3 separate regions of the Mus musculus genome follow, and regions 2 and 3 are each linked to region 1. A link is a contact called in public HiChIP or PLAC-seq data. All regions are on one chromosome and are shown on one strand. The core of a region is the stretch at or near the end of the contact, and the rest is flanking DNA. Distances in the headings are between cores, read along the strand shown.

The links. HiChIP or PLAC-seq counts read pairs in DNA pulled down with a chosen protein or histone mark.
Region 2: a contact with region 1 is called in an H3K27ac HiChIP or PLAC-seq map of heart atrium, with 9 read pairs. The contact joins two enhancer-like sites. A contact is called at or near these places in 3 of 39 promoter capture datasets (the 3T3-L1 cell line and 3T3-L1-derived adipocytes), 1 of 15 datasets of contacts at CTCF or cohesin (the NIH/3T3 cell line), 3 of 115 datasets of contacts at active chromatin or transcription factors (forebrain, heart atrium and stem cell-derived neural progenitor cells) and 1 of 9 other capture datasets (pancreatic islet).
Region 3: an H3K27ac HiChIP or PLAC-seq map of heart atrium shows a contact between it and region 1, with 10 read pairs. The contact joins two enhancer-like sites. A contact is called at or near these places in 1 of 484 Hi-C or Micro-C datasets (the HL-1 cell line), 1 of 115 datasets of contacts at active chromatin or transcription factors (heart atrium) and 1 of 9 other capture datasets (embryonic tail).

The regions. Positions count from the first base shown.
Region 1 is chr17:49,828,838-49,832,472 of GRCm38.p6, reverse strand. Kif6 (kinesin family member 6) reads right to left here. Exons shown (of 23, transcript NM_177052.3): 14 at 224-332. Among named protein-coding and RNA genes, the nearest start is that of Gm16555, 8.8 kb to the right of the region's middle. Within about 2 kb of position 1,807, at least 13 of the 459 cell types and tissues checked have an H3K27ac peak or open chromatin away from gene starts, as enhancers often do. A contact at or near this core is called in heart atrium, where this site is marked.
Region 2 is chr17:49,625,927-49,629,561 of GRCm38.p6, reverse strand. All of the region lies in intron 3 of Kif6 (kinesin family member 6), which reads right to left. Among named protein-coding and RNA genes, the nearest start is that of Kif6, 13 kb to the right of the region's middle. Within about 2 kb of position 1,896, at least 17 of the 459 cell types and tissues checked have an H3K27ac peak or open chromatin away from gene starts, as enhancers often do. A contact at or near this core is called in heart atrium, where this site is marked.
Region 3 is chr17:49,689,900-49,693,534 of GRCm38.p6, reverse strand. All of the region lies in intron 6 of Kif6 (kinesin family member 6), which reads right to left. Among named protein-coding and RNA genes, the nearest start is that of Kif6, 77 kb to the right of the region's middle. RefSeq lists an enhancer at 1,587-2,754. Within about 2 kb of position 1,939, at least 57 of the 459 cell types and tissues checked have an H3K27ac peak or open chromatin away from gene starts, as enhancers often do. A contact at or near this core is called in heart atrium, where this site is marked.

The DNA of each region.
Region 1 (3,635 bases), core at 558-3,057:
AGCACTGTCCATAGAGCTACTGCCGTCAGTAGTAGACCCCTGATCTACAAGTGGGTCACAGTAGTACTGGGATGGGAAAGCTCAGGGTGCACACAGGGAAATGTGAGACCATGGAGACTTTAGATCTTTCCTGCAGACAGTAGGCTGACGACTCAGAAGGTCAGAGTCTCTGGACTGGCTTACCTGACCTGAGGGGACCAGCAACTCTCTGACTCCATCTTACCTCTGCTTCAGAACCTGTTTGTTGTCCTCGATGGTGACACTGTCAGCGTGGTCCCTCTTGAAAATCTCAAAAGCCTCCTGGCGTCCCAGTGACATCTCCTCTCTCATCCCTATTTAGAGACACAGGGGGGATGGCTTCAGTCACATCATTTTGGGACGCCATTAAGCTTATTGCCACTTTATTCAGACCACAGAGCTGACTCCGGGGCTCCCTCAAGCCTGTAGCAGAGAGGTGATGACAGACAGGTGGTGCCTGACCAGAGGCTGTGCCTGTGAATCCACGGGGACAGGGGGACAGGGATAGGGCTTGGAATGCCTGGTTAGAGGAAATGAGAAACAGGCCTCCAAGCACCACCCCTCCCCCTGATGCTGAGCACATCTGTGAATCTACTTCCTGGTGGCACAGTTCTTCCTGTTTCCCCCTTTATGCCCCATTTTAGGTTGTTAAACTTCTCTCTGAATTTCCAGACATTTAGTAGCATAAATTAGAACCCAGATTGGAAGCTACAGAATCCACAAAGTTCTGCTTTAGCGTCTAGCTTCTATTTAACCTTATGTAATTCAGACTTACGTCCTGTGGCCGGTGAGGAAGGTCTTGGTCCTTAACCAGGAGTTAGTTATACACTCCATTCCAAAGCCCATTGTGGGAGGTCCCCAGTTTATGTCCAATTTTCACACCCTAATTTGCCACTGCCACTTGTAGGCCAACCCTCATGGCTTGGCTCTGCTCTCAGGACAAATTCTGGAGCCCAGCCTCAGAAAGTAGGTCCTTTAGAGGAAAAGGGTAGCTTCTTGCCCCAGCTTCTCGACTAAGGAGCCTCCAGAGGGAATGCTCATTTCAGGTGTGTACGCGGGTCCTCTGGAGAACCTAGGTCGCAGCTAAGTTTTGGATAAATGTACAGACTTTTGTCTTTTGAGAGAGGATCTCTTGTAGCTCAGGCTGACTTCCATCCTTCTAGGATGACCATGAACTCCAGACCCTCCTGCCTTTATCCTCCCAAGCACTGGGCTTTGTGTTCCACCACAGTTGCTTTAGGCTGTGCTGAGAAAGGAACTCAGGACTTGGTATGTGCTAGACCAGAACTCCTGTGTTTAAAAAAAAAAAGTCTGCCATTTTCCTCCTTACCACATCCTGCCAGAGACTTCTTCTCTTCTACTATCCAATACCTCTGCTGATCTTTGAAAAAGTCAGTCCTAGCCACATAGAACACATCGTCCCTCCCCGGGCTTGTGTCTGGGACAGTCAGTCCAGCAGACACTGTCTCTGGGCATGACACTCCTTTCCAGGGAAACGCAGATTCCTCCAGGGCCACAGATTGTCATTTTATCGGACTCGCAAGTGTTTTGCTCAAGGTTTGCATTCAGAAGATACTCAACCTTTGTCTGTTAGTTTAAGTTCATGCGGGCGATGAGCCCATTCTGACTGTTGGAGGAACACAGCCCAAGGCTTTGGGGAACATGTTCTTAACGGCCTTCATGCACCCCCAGCTCATTTCCCTGGAAAGAACCCTGCTATCTCCCATTCTCAGATCGAGGAACTGGCCCAGCTCATCTGACACCAATTTCATGACTACTGTGGTAAAAATAGCACCACAAGGAATGTCTGAATGGCACTGAGGTGATGTACATGGCACCCCACCCTCTTTGGTCAGGGCTCATTTCTGCCTCTGTCTGTCCCCCACACTCCTGAATGTACTTGAGGCTCACTGAGGCCATGTCACAGGGTGTGCATCTTCCTAGAGAAGCCAAAGAAAGAGAGCCAAGGTAGGCATGTCCTAGGTCTCCTCTGTCCCCAGGCTATGCCCAATTGTAACACAATATGCTTTGTGCTGTACAGTTAGCTCCACAGAGAACACACTGGGTCTTTCGGTGGGACCTTAAGGCTGCCACCCTCAGAGGAGGCTTTCACTCCTCAGATTCTATCAGGACTGGGACAGAAGGAGAAACTCTATGGCCTGTCCACTTCTTCTGCAGCTCCTGCCTTATTTGTTATGAGAACAGTGCACACTCTTAGGGAAGTAAGTCTGGGAGAGGACTTGGAATCAGCTAGACAGGCTCCCATTGTTGATGGGAGAGATTGTGGGAACAGGAAGGACATGGAGAGCATGTCCTTAGAGAATTTAGAAGGTTCTGATATGAAACTTGGAGCCATCAGTGTAACATGGTGACTATGAGCCGCTGATTTTCAAAGACCAGATAATTGAGAAGATAAGAACACGCCCGTTCTCACCACCAGGATGATGGTGATGCTGCTCCTACTATGTGCTGGAGGAGAATGCACTCTGGAATTTGGGTGGTTTGACTGTGGTGACCAAGGCTAGGTGGACATTGGTGCAAACAGTCAAAACCTGGCAAGTAGCTTTCCAAGTCGTAAAGAGAACAGGGTCGCTGACCTCAGTGGCTTATCTGAAGGGGAAGCAGGCTCTGGATTCTGCAGAGACTTCGGAAGGCTGCTGCATGGAGTGTGCAACCAGAGGCCCATGCAGATGCCTGAGGGGTGGATGCTGTTGAGCAGCTGATGCCCGTGAGCCTCGTTTCCATCTAAGCCTTCCTCCTGGCTGCCCCTGCCCTTGTGCACAGACTACATCTATCTCTTTTCAGATTATACAGATACACTCAATTTGTAGTCATCCTTCAAAGTAAAGAACAACGTTACTCAGTTCATTTCTGCTTTGCTCTCTCTCTTTGAGTTTAGGAAATGAGCTCTTCCTCCTGTGAGCAGCCCTTGCCTTTAAACAGGCATTGTACACATAAGAAAGGGCACGGAGAGCAGCCTCTGCACTTGAGAGCTCACCATGTACAGACATTTATGTATTCCCTCCCTCCAGAGGTGTTTATTTATCGTTGGCACAGGGCTAGGCACACAACATAGATGTGAGATTGGACGGGTAGATTGAAGCTTTGATGGCTGTGTTTCAAGTGCTCAGAGTCCAGCCACGGAGAAAGAAAGATGAACGAATGATTGTACTGCAGCTTGCTGTACTACTGAGAGAGAAGCAGGACATGGTAACTGCTCTGAGAGTGGACTGTTGGGAGGTGAAAGCATCCTTCAGGATGGTGAGGTATCTGTATGGGGAGAGAGAGGTTCCACATCTACCGCATGTGTCTACCGCATCCTGGGTGGAAGGGTAGACACAGTGTCTGTTCATTATTCCACTCTTCACAGGGGTTGGGAAACCCCGTGCTTGGTCCCCAGCCCTGGATAAGCCATGTGTGGTGTCCCACATCCGTACCGTAATCCTAATACCTGGGCGGTGGAGGTCAGAAGATCAAGAATTCGAGGTTATCTTCACTTATATAAGAAGCTCAAGACCATCCTGGGCTATATGCTGTGCTGGTGATCAATATATATGGAAGACCTTGAATTCATGGTCCTGCCTTGGCCCTCCGAGGGCTGAGAGTACAGCTGTTCT
Region 2 (3,635 bases), core at 647-3,146, 200 kb after region 1:
CTAGGTCCTCAAGAGGTGGCTGTTCCCAACGAGCAGATCCTCACGTACTCGGGGGATGTCATATTTAACTGGTAAATAGCCTGTGACTGGGAGAGAAAGATGGGAATGGAGGTTTGAGAAAGAGGGTTACAGGTGGCGGTGGGGGGAGAGAAGGAAGTCACCATGAACCAGAACTGTGTGGCCAGGAGAAACAGCAAGTAACAAGGGACATTATAACTGGGCAATAAGTTAGTACAGTCTTAGATCTGCCAATCTAGGCATATAGTTTTTAAATAAAATATCTGGATTGTGTGTCTTTTATGTGGGCTTATTTGGATTGTTAGATTCTTACTATAGTTAACACTAAGATGGAGGGGAAAATGGGGCCTCAGAAGAGATAAATATCGTTTTAAAATAAATATTTATTTTCAATTATGTGTATGTGCATGTATGTATATATGTGCAAATGGGTGCAATGCCCAAAGAGGCCAGAAGAGGGTGTGGGATCACCAGAGCTAGAAGGAATCATGAGCAATTGTAAGCTGTCGCGAAGGTGCTCGGACGTGAATGTGGTCCTCCACACGAACAGCAAGTGCTCTTAACTGCCGAGCCTTCTCTTCCACCTGGAAACAAATATTCTTAGCAAGTAACCATTAATTAAACCCACGGAGAGGTTTTGTTGTTTTTTGTTTTTTGTTTTTACTCTGTCTTTGTTTTTTAACCAAGTTTTCAGTGTTCTGAAAGCCTTTTGTAGCTCAAAACATGTAACAATGACAACCCCCTCCCCCCAGGAGCACACAGTGAGCTCGCGGCTCCACTATGGGAGTTTCCATTGATTAAAATCAGTAAAACACAGCGTTAGCTGTGAACAATTTAAAGACTCGAGGATGTGATTTGCCTTTTGTGTGACAAGAACGATTCCCTCGCTGTTCTGTGTATAATTCAGGCCCAAATGAAACTGTGTGTTTATCTGGGCGCTTTCAGACAACACTAATTCCACAGGTACCTGCTGGATACCTACTGCGGTGACTGCCACAGGTGTCTGGTGATCCACACAGATAATCTCTGACCTGACAGCAAAGACAGCAGGCAGTGGACAACAGAGAGTGCACGAGGAAATGGCATCAGAAATATACACCAGGTAGTGGAGGAGGAGACATCAGGAATGCTGTGGTGGTGAGGGAGCGCACATAATTTCAACAAGGGTGGCCAGGGTGTGCCTTCTTAGGAAGGTGACATATGAACAGAGACTTGGTTAGAAGGTGTGTGTGTGTGTGTGTGTGTGTGTGTGTGTGTGTGATTTTACTGTTTTCTTTTTAAATCTGTATGTTTGTGTGTGTGTCAATCCTATAGACCAGGTTGGCCTTCAATTAGGGAATTCCTGCCTCAGCCTTTTAAGAGCTAGGATTATAGTCTGGGCCTGACCCATCACTAGGATAATAGTCACTGAACATTGCCCATTTATCTCAGAGGCTGGCAGATCTCTGTGAGTTTGAGACCAGCCAGGTCTACATGGTGATTTCCAGGCCTACCAGGGCTATGTAGTGAGACTCTGTCTCGAAATGAATGAATGAATGAATGAATGAATGAATGAATGAGTGAATTGACTTGATTATTCCACTGAATGAATGATGAATAGTTTGAATAATATGTTCTAGTTCTTTTCTTCTGAGAGTATTTATACAGAATGAAGATATTTTAGGGGCAAATGAAAGAAATACCTGTCATTTGAGCTCATGGAACTATGACTGAAAGTGAGTGAGCTATGGGACCATCAGAGACTGTGGACATGCCTCACAGGGAGAAAAAAATCCAGGAACTGGGAAGTGAAAGGGAAGTTTTGCTTTCATTAGCCCCTCCCCCTGAGCACACATGCAGCCCCAGTCAGACCCACATCTCAGCTTGCCCTGTCTCAAAGTCCAGGGGGAGGGATCTGAGTCATGTGGTTGAGCTATGCTGAGAGGGAGACGGGATGAGGTTGGGAAGAAATAACCTCTCAGTGACAAGTGGCACCCAGGAGTTTGGCAGGGGTGACTGACGCTAAACTGTGATGAAAGCATCCCATGACCCTCTCAGCAGCACGAGGTCCACTCAGAGGGAGGGGAAGATCTGCTCCCACCTCACGGCTACAGCTTCTCTACTGCATGGTCGAGCGAATGTCCGTCAGAGGCCCAGTGTCCTGCCTTCTCACTGAAAGCAAGAGTTGTCATATCTGAGACTCCACAAGATTCGTAGAGGAACTGAGTGAGATTCTCCCCCGGAAAGTGCTCTGAAGCTGTCAAGGCACACTCTATTTCACACATAAAAGTATTCTTAGCATTATCTGACAATGGCAAGTGATATGCTGTAGATTCCGACACAGAACACAGAGTGGGTATAAAATAGAAGCTCAAAATTCGCAGAGGAGGGTAGAATTTATGCCAGGCGAGCGCATGCCCCTGTTTAATCTACAAGTGACAAAGAACTGAGCAAGCTCACTGGTGTAGCCAGTCACACCCAGGCTATTTAGTGTATGTCTTAAGTATGGCTATGCTATGGATAGTCACTTACAAACCCAAACAGTGGAGTAAAAAGTCTTGCCAGCTGTCCACACTACCCATCTGTGCAGGGAGAGTTTCCCAGAAGGCCTTCCCTTCCCTTGACCTTCACCGTCTATCAATCCTTGGAAGGGCAGTAAGGCGAATAGGATTGGCTAAAAATATCCTGGAGTCATCTGTGAACTTTTCATCATCTTCAGATAAAGATCTGAGATAAAGAAAAGCTGAGGAAGGGGGGGGGGGACTGGACGTGGGGAGTCAGTAAAGGAAGAAGACCCCAGCTCCTCAGGAAACAGAAATGAGGTTCCCTCCACGAATGAGTAAAGGTTGCCAAATAAAATACAAAGGCTACAGGAGGGAGGGATAGTTCAATGGTCAGGGGCACTTTCAAGTTCTCTTGCAGAGAACTTGAGTTTGGATCCCAGGACCCACATGTTTACTGATGGCCACCCATATCTCCAGTTCAAGCGGATGAAGTACCCACTGTAGGTACCTACACACATGTGTAATTTCATATGCATACACACAAATACAAATTTTTAAAATTAAATGCAAGGCTCTCTCTCTGAAAAAAAAATAACCTAACCCAAATGATTGCTGAAAGGAATGTAATTTCAGCCATGTTTGACGTCTGACTGGGGCCACCAGAATTACATCCAAAGAAATACTGCCTGACTGTGGTTATAGATGAAACTATTTAAAGTCTGTTTGATTGTATTTTATCAGAGAAGGATGACTGTATGAGACAGAAAGAGCTTGCTTTGAGCAAGATCCATAACACAGAAGTGTGAGGGACAAGGTGTTACAGTAGGCTTACCCCCAGCGTTCCCAGGAGAGTGACATGAGCTACTGGACTAGAAATTTGGCTTCATTTAGCAGACATAAGTGTTATCTTATCTGTAAAGATGAATGAATAGTTAGTGAACCATTCTGATGGCTTAAGTGTCAGAAAGCAGCCTGATTAGCAGTTGCTCTTGGTGAGATTCCACACAAAGGACTTTCTGTTTTCCAAGGGCATAACTATACCAGTGGCTCTCAACCTTCCTAATGCTGTGACTCCCCACCCCCACAACCATAAAAACTATTGTCAGTGCCACTTTGTGAGTGTAATTTTGCTAC
Region 3 (3,635 bases), core at 690-3,189, 140 kb after region 1:
CGAGGACAAGCTCTGGGGACCTGCATGCTGTGAAGAAGGAGGGCATAAGGCATAGGGAGGTGGCTGCTGTGGAGGTTGATAGTGAGTGCATTCACGAGTGACCAACTCTCATAGCTCATCAGAGACCCATATTCAGAAAACAATGGTGACATCACTGAGGGTGGCTGGTGCTGTGACCTGAGGGTGGCACTTTCCACCCCCACTCCCCCATGTCAGAGCATCAGCTACTGTGCCCGAAAGCAAGCTGGGCACACATCCCACACAAAGAGCTACAAGTGACAGATTCAGTACTTGGGTTGAGTTCATCGCTCTAATTATTAGATATATAAAATAATTACTGTACCCACGAGGCACTCTGCAAGTAAGTGTAATTATAATCTATAAGTTTATAATAAATACAAAGAACTGTTCTAAGTTCCTGATGGCCAGTCCTGCTTGTATCCTAGGCTTAAATGGAGACAACCTGTTAACTGGAGATCAAATTTATTTATTTTAAAACATTTATTCTTAAAACTTCTGCCCGCCTGTCTGTTTCTGTCTCTCTCTCTCTCTCTCTCTCTCTCTCTCTCTCTCTCTCTCTCTCTCTCTCTCTCTCTTTCTCTCTCTGTGTGTGTGTGTGTGTGTGTATGTATGTGTATAGGCTTGTCTATGCAAATTAATGTAGATATCTTTGGAGCCCATAAGAAGGTACTGGGTTTACTGCAGTTGGAGTTAGAGACAGTTCTGAGACGCCTGACATGAACACTGAAATCTGAACTGGGCTCCTCTTAAAGTTCAGCAAGTTCTCTTAATCATTGAACTGTCCTTCCAGCCCCAAAGACCAACAATACAAAACAATAAAACATTGCCTAGTTATAGCAATACTCATCTCAGAATAAGGTACAACATACAAAACACATGAAATAAAGATTGATTTGCAAATACAAGAACAAAAAAAGAACTAAAAGACATATATAAAATAAGAATGTTTTTGCTTAATATATGACTGTTATTTCATCAGTACTGATTCCTTTAATAATTTTTTGTTTGATTTTTGTTTCTGTGTTTGTTTTCCAGAGACAAAGTCTCTCTGTATAACATGGCCGTGGGTCACCATTTGGGTGCTGGAAATTGAACTCAGGACCTCTGGAAGAGCGGGCAGTGCTCTTAACCACTGAGCCATCTTACTAGTTCAATTGTTTAAAACTGACTGACTACTATAGAGCAGGCTGTGTTTCTAGTTTCCATGGATATGGGCTCTGTAAACAAGATATGGTGTCAGCATGTCAGCCAGACATACCAGAATACTCCAAGAGAAAAACGGAAGAAAGTACCAAGGTTGAAGGATGTTCAGAGCTTAGTGACAGCAAGGATTGGGTAGATATGATAGCTCAAAGAGAAAAGGAGCTTGCCACCAAGCTCAAGGAGGAGAGTTGAGTCTCCGGGACCCACACAATGGAAGGAGAGAAATAATCTTTGTTAGTTGTCCTCTGACTTCCACAGACAACATACCACACCTACACACATACACCCAAAGTAAATAAAAATGTTCTGTGCAAATAAAAAAAAAAGAATTTAAAAAATTATAAAACATGGAAAACACAAATTGCAACAGGCTTTTCTTGTTTTCCCTCCAGCTGGCAGACCTTGGGAATGCTGGGGTATGACGGGCAGAGCCAGCATAGGCCTGCTCACATAACTCTTCTGACTCTTTTTAGCCACCAGGTGCAAACTCCTGCCCACCTCAGTGAAGCTATTTCAAGTCCACTAAGCCTCAGACTGCAGCTTGTAAGTGCTGCGGGATGCTGTGGTCCAGAGTGACCCTCTGCCTTGTGTGAGCAGAGGGTGCTGGAGAACAGGGGTGGGGCCCGTCCAGGAAAACACCAATAGACTTAGCAGGGGCGGAGGTGGTCTGACGAGAACATACAGCATGCCTTCTCCAAATACACTGGACTAGTTGACGGGAACAGCTCAACAAGGAGAGTCAGGAGGTATCAAGTCACACCAGCTATGAGTGGGTCCTCGGGGTGTGGTAACTCGTGGTTCAGTACGTGCAACATTCACACTCACTTGGGAAAAAAATTACCTACGGGACATAATCAAGTATTATTCAAAATAGTGGTAGGATTGCAGAACTTAATACTTCTGAATAAAGAAATGGCTTTAACAACTTTTCTGTAAAAGGCTGAATACCAAAGAAAAGCGTACTCCACCTTGTGTCCTACATATCTGGACTTTGTTTTGCAAATGTTTTCTGGTTTCCATGACAACCTCTAGAGTTGTCTGTGCAAAGGAAAACTCTCCTTCTCTCTCTCTCTCTCTCTCTCTCTCTCTCTCTCTCTCTCTCTCTCTCTCTCTCTCTCTCCCTCTCTCTCTCTCTCTCTGTCTCTCTCTCTCTTCCCTTCCCTCCGCCTCTCTCTTTTAAAGAAATGATTAGTGTGTTCTTTTTATCATGGAAAGCTCGTTCTGTGCTGACAAATTACATCTTGACAGTTAGCTCGTGATCCAAGACAGGCGTGTCAGCAGGCTGAATAATAAGGAATTTTCAGGAGCTGGCAATCTGCATTTATAGTTTTATGTATGAGTGGTTGCTTTCATTGAATTCAAGAGATAAACGAAAGTGCTAAATACTTGGAATACTTCTGAGATAATTCAGAAGTACATCCATGCTTGAAATAGCTGACAGATGTCAATGTGATGACTGTGGTACGAAGGGACATGAGCTGCTGAATCAGAAGGACAGGGCAGAGCCTGGCATCCACTCACTAAGCTGTGTGGGCTTCCGCAGGACACAGAGCCCGTTCAACCTGTCTCCCCCAATAAAGTCAGTGCTGGAAATTCTGCATGGGTAGGTGATAACAATGTGTGGGTGGCTAAGGGAGCTTGCTGCTAACACTTGTGACATGAGTTTGATTCCCAGAACGCACATGCTGTCTTCTGGCTTTCACATGTGTGTTTTGGCATGTGCACACATATGTACAAATGCATAAGCATAAATGAATGAAGCATAAATGAATGAATAAATAAATAAATAATAAATGTTATTCTTAAAGATGTATATAAAGTGCATTGAATGGCAAGGCTATGACCACTAGTTTTATCAAAGAAAAAAAAAAGAAGCAAACATGGGAGAAATGAACACACTAGGCAATATTGATTCAGGGACACACTAGGATTGGGCTGCTTTGGGTTTAAGGCCTTTAGGGGGTCATTAGTAGATAAATCCCCCAGTGGGCAATAGGAAAGACTTGGGTGTTTGTGAGGTGGAAAATGGCAGGTACATTTCACAAAGGCTTTCCTTAGAACTTTTCAAAATGGCCTAAAATTCTGTATGGAATCAACTAATAAAATTGTCCACTGGTGAGTGGGTTTACTTCTGGGTCTTCCATTCTCTACTACTGATCAACCTGTTCTTATGCTAATACCATGTGGGTTTTACTACTATAGCTCTCTCGGATAGCTTGAGATCAGGGATGGGGGTATCTCCGTTAGTTCTGGTTTTGTACAGGTGTGTGTGTGTGTGTGTGTGTGTGTTTCTTTCAGTTTATTTATATGGTGGACTTTGTTGATGTATTTCCATACATTGAACCACCCCTGCATCTTTGCGATGAAGCCTACTTGATCATGGCTGACGACATTTTCGGTTTGCAAGTATT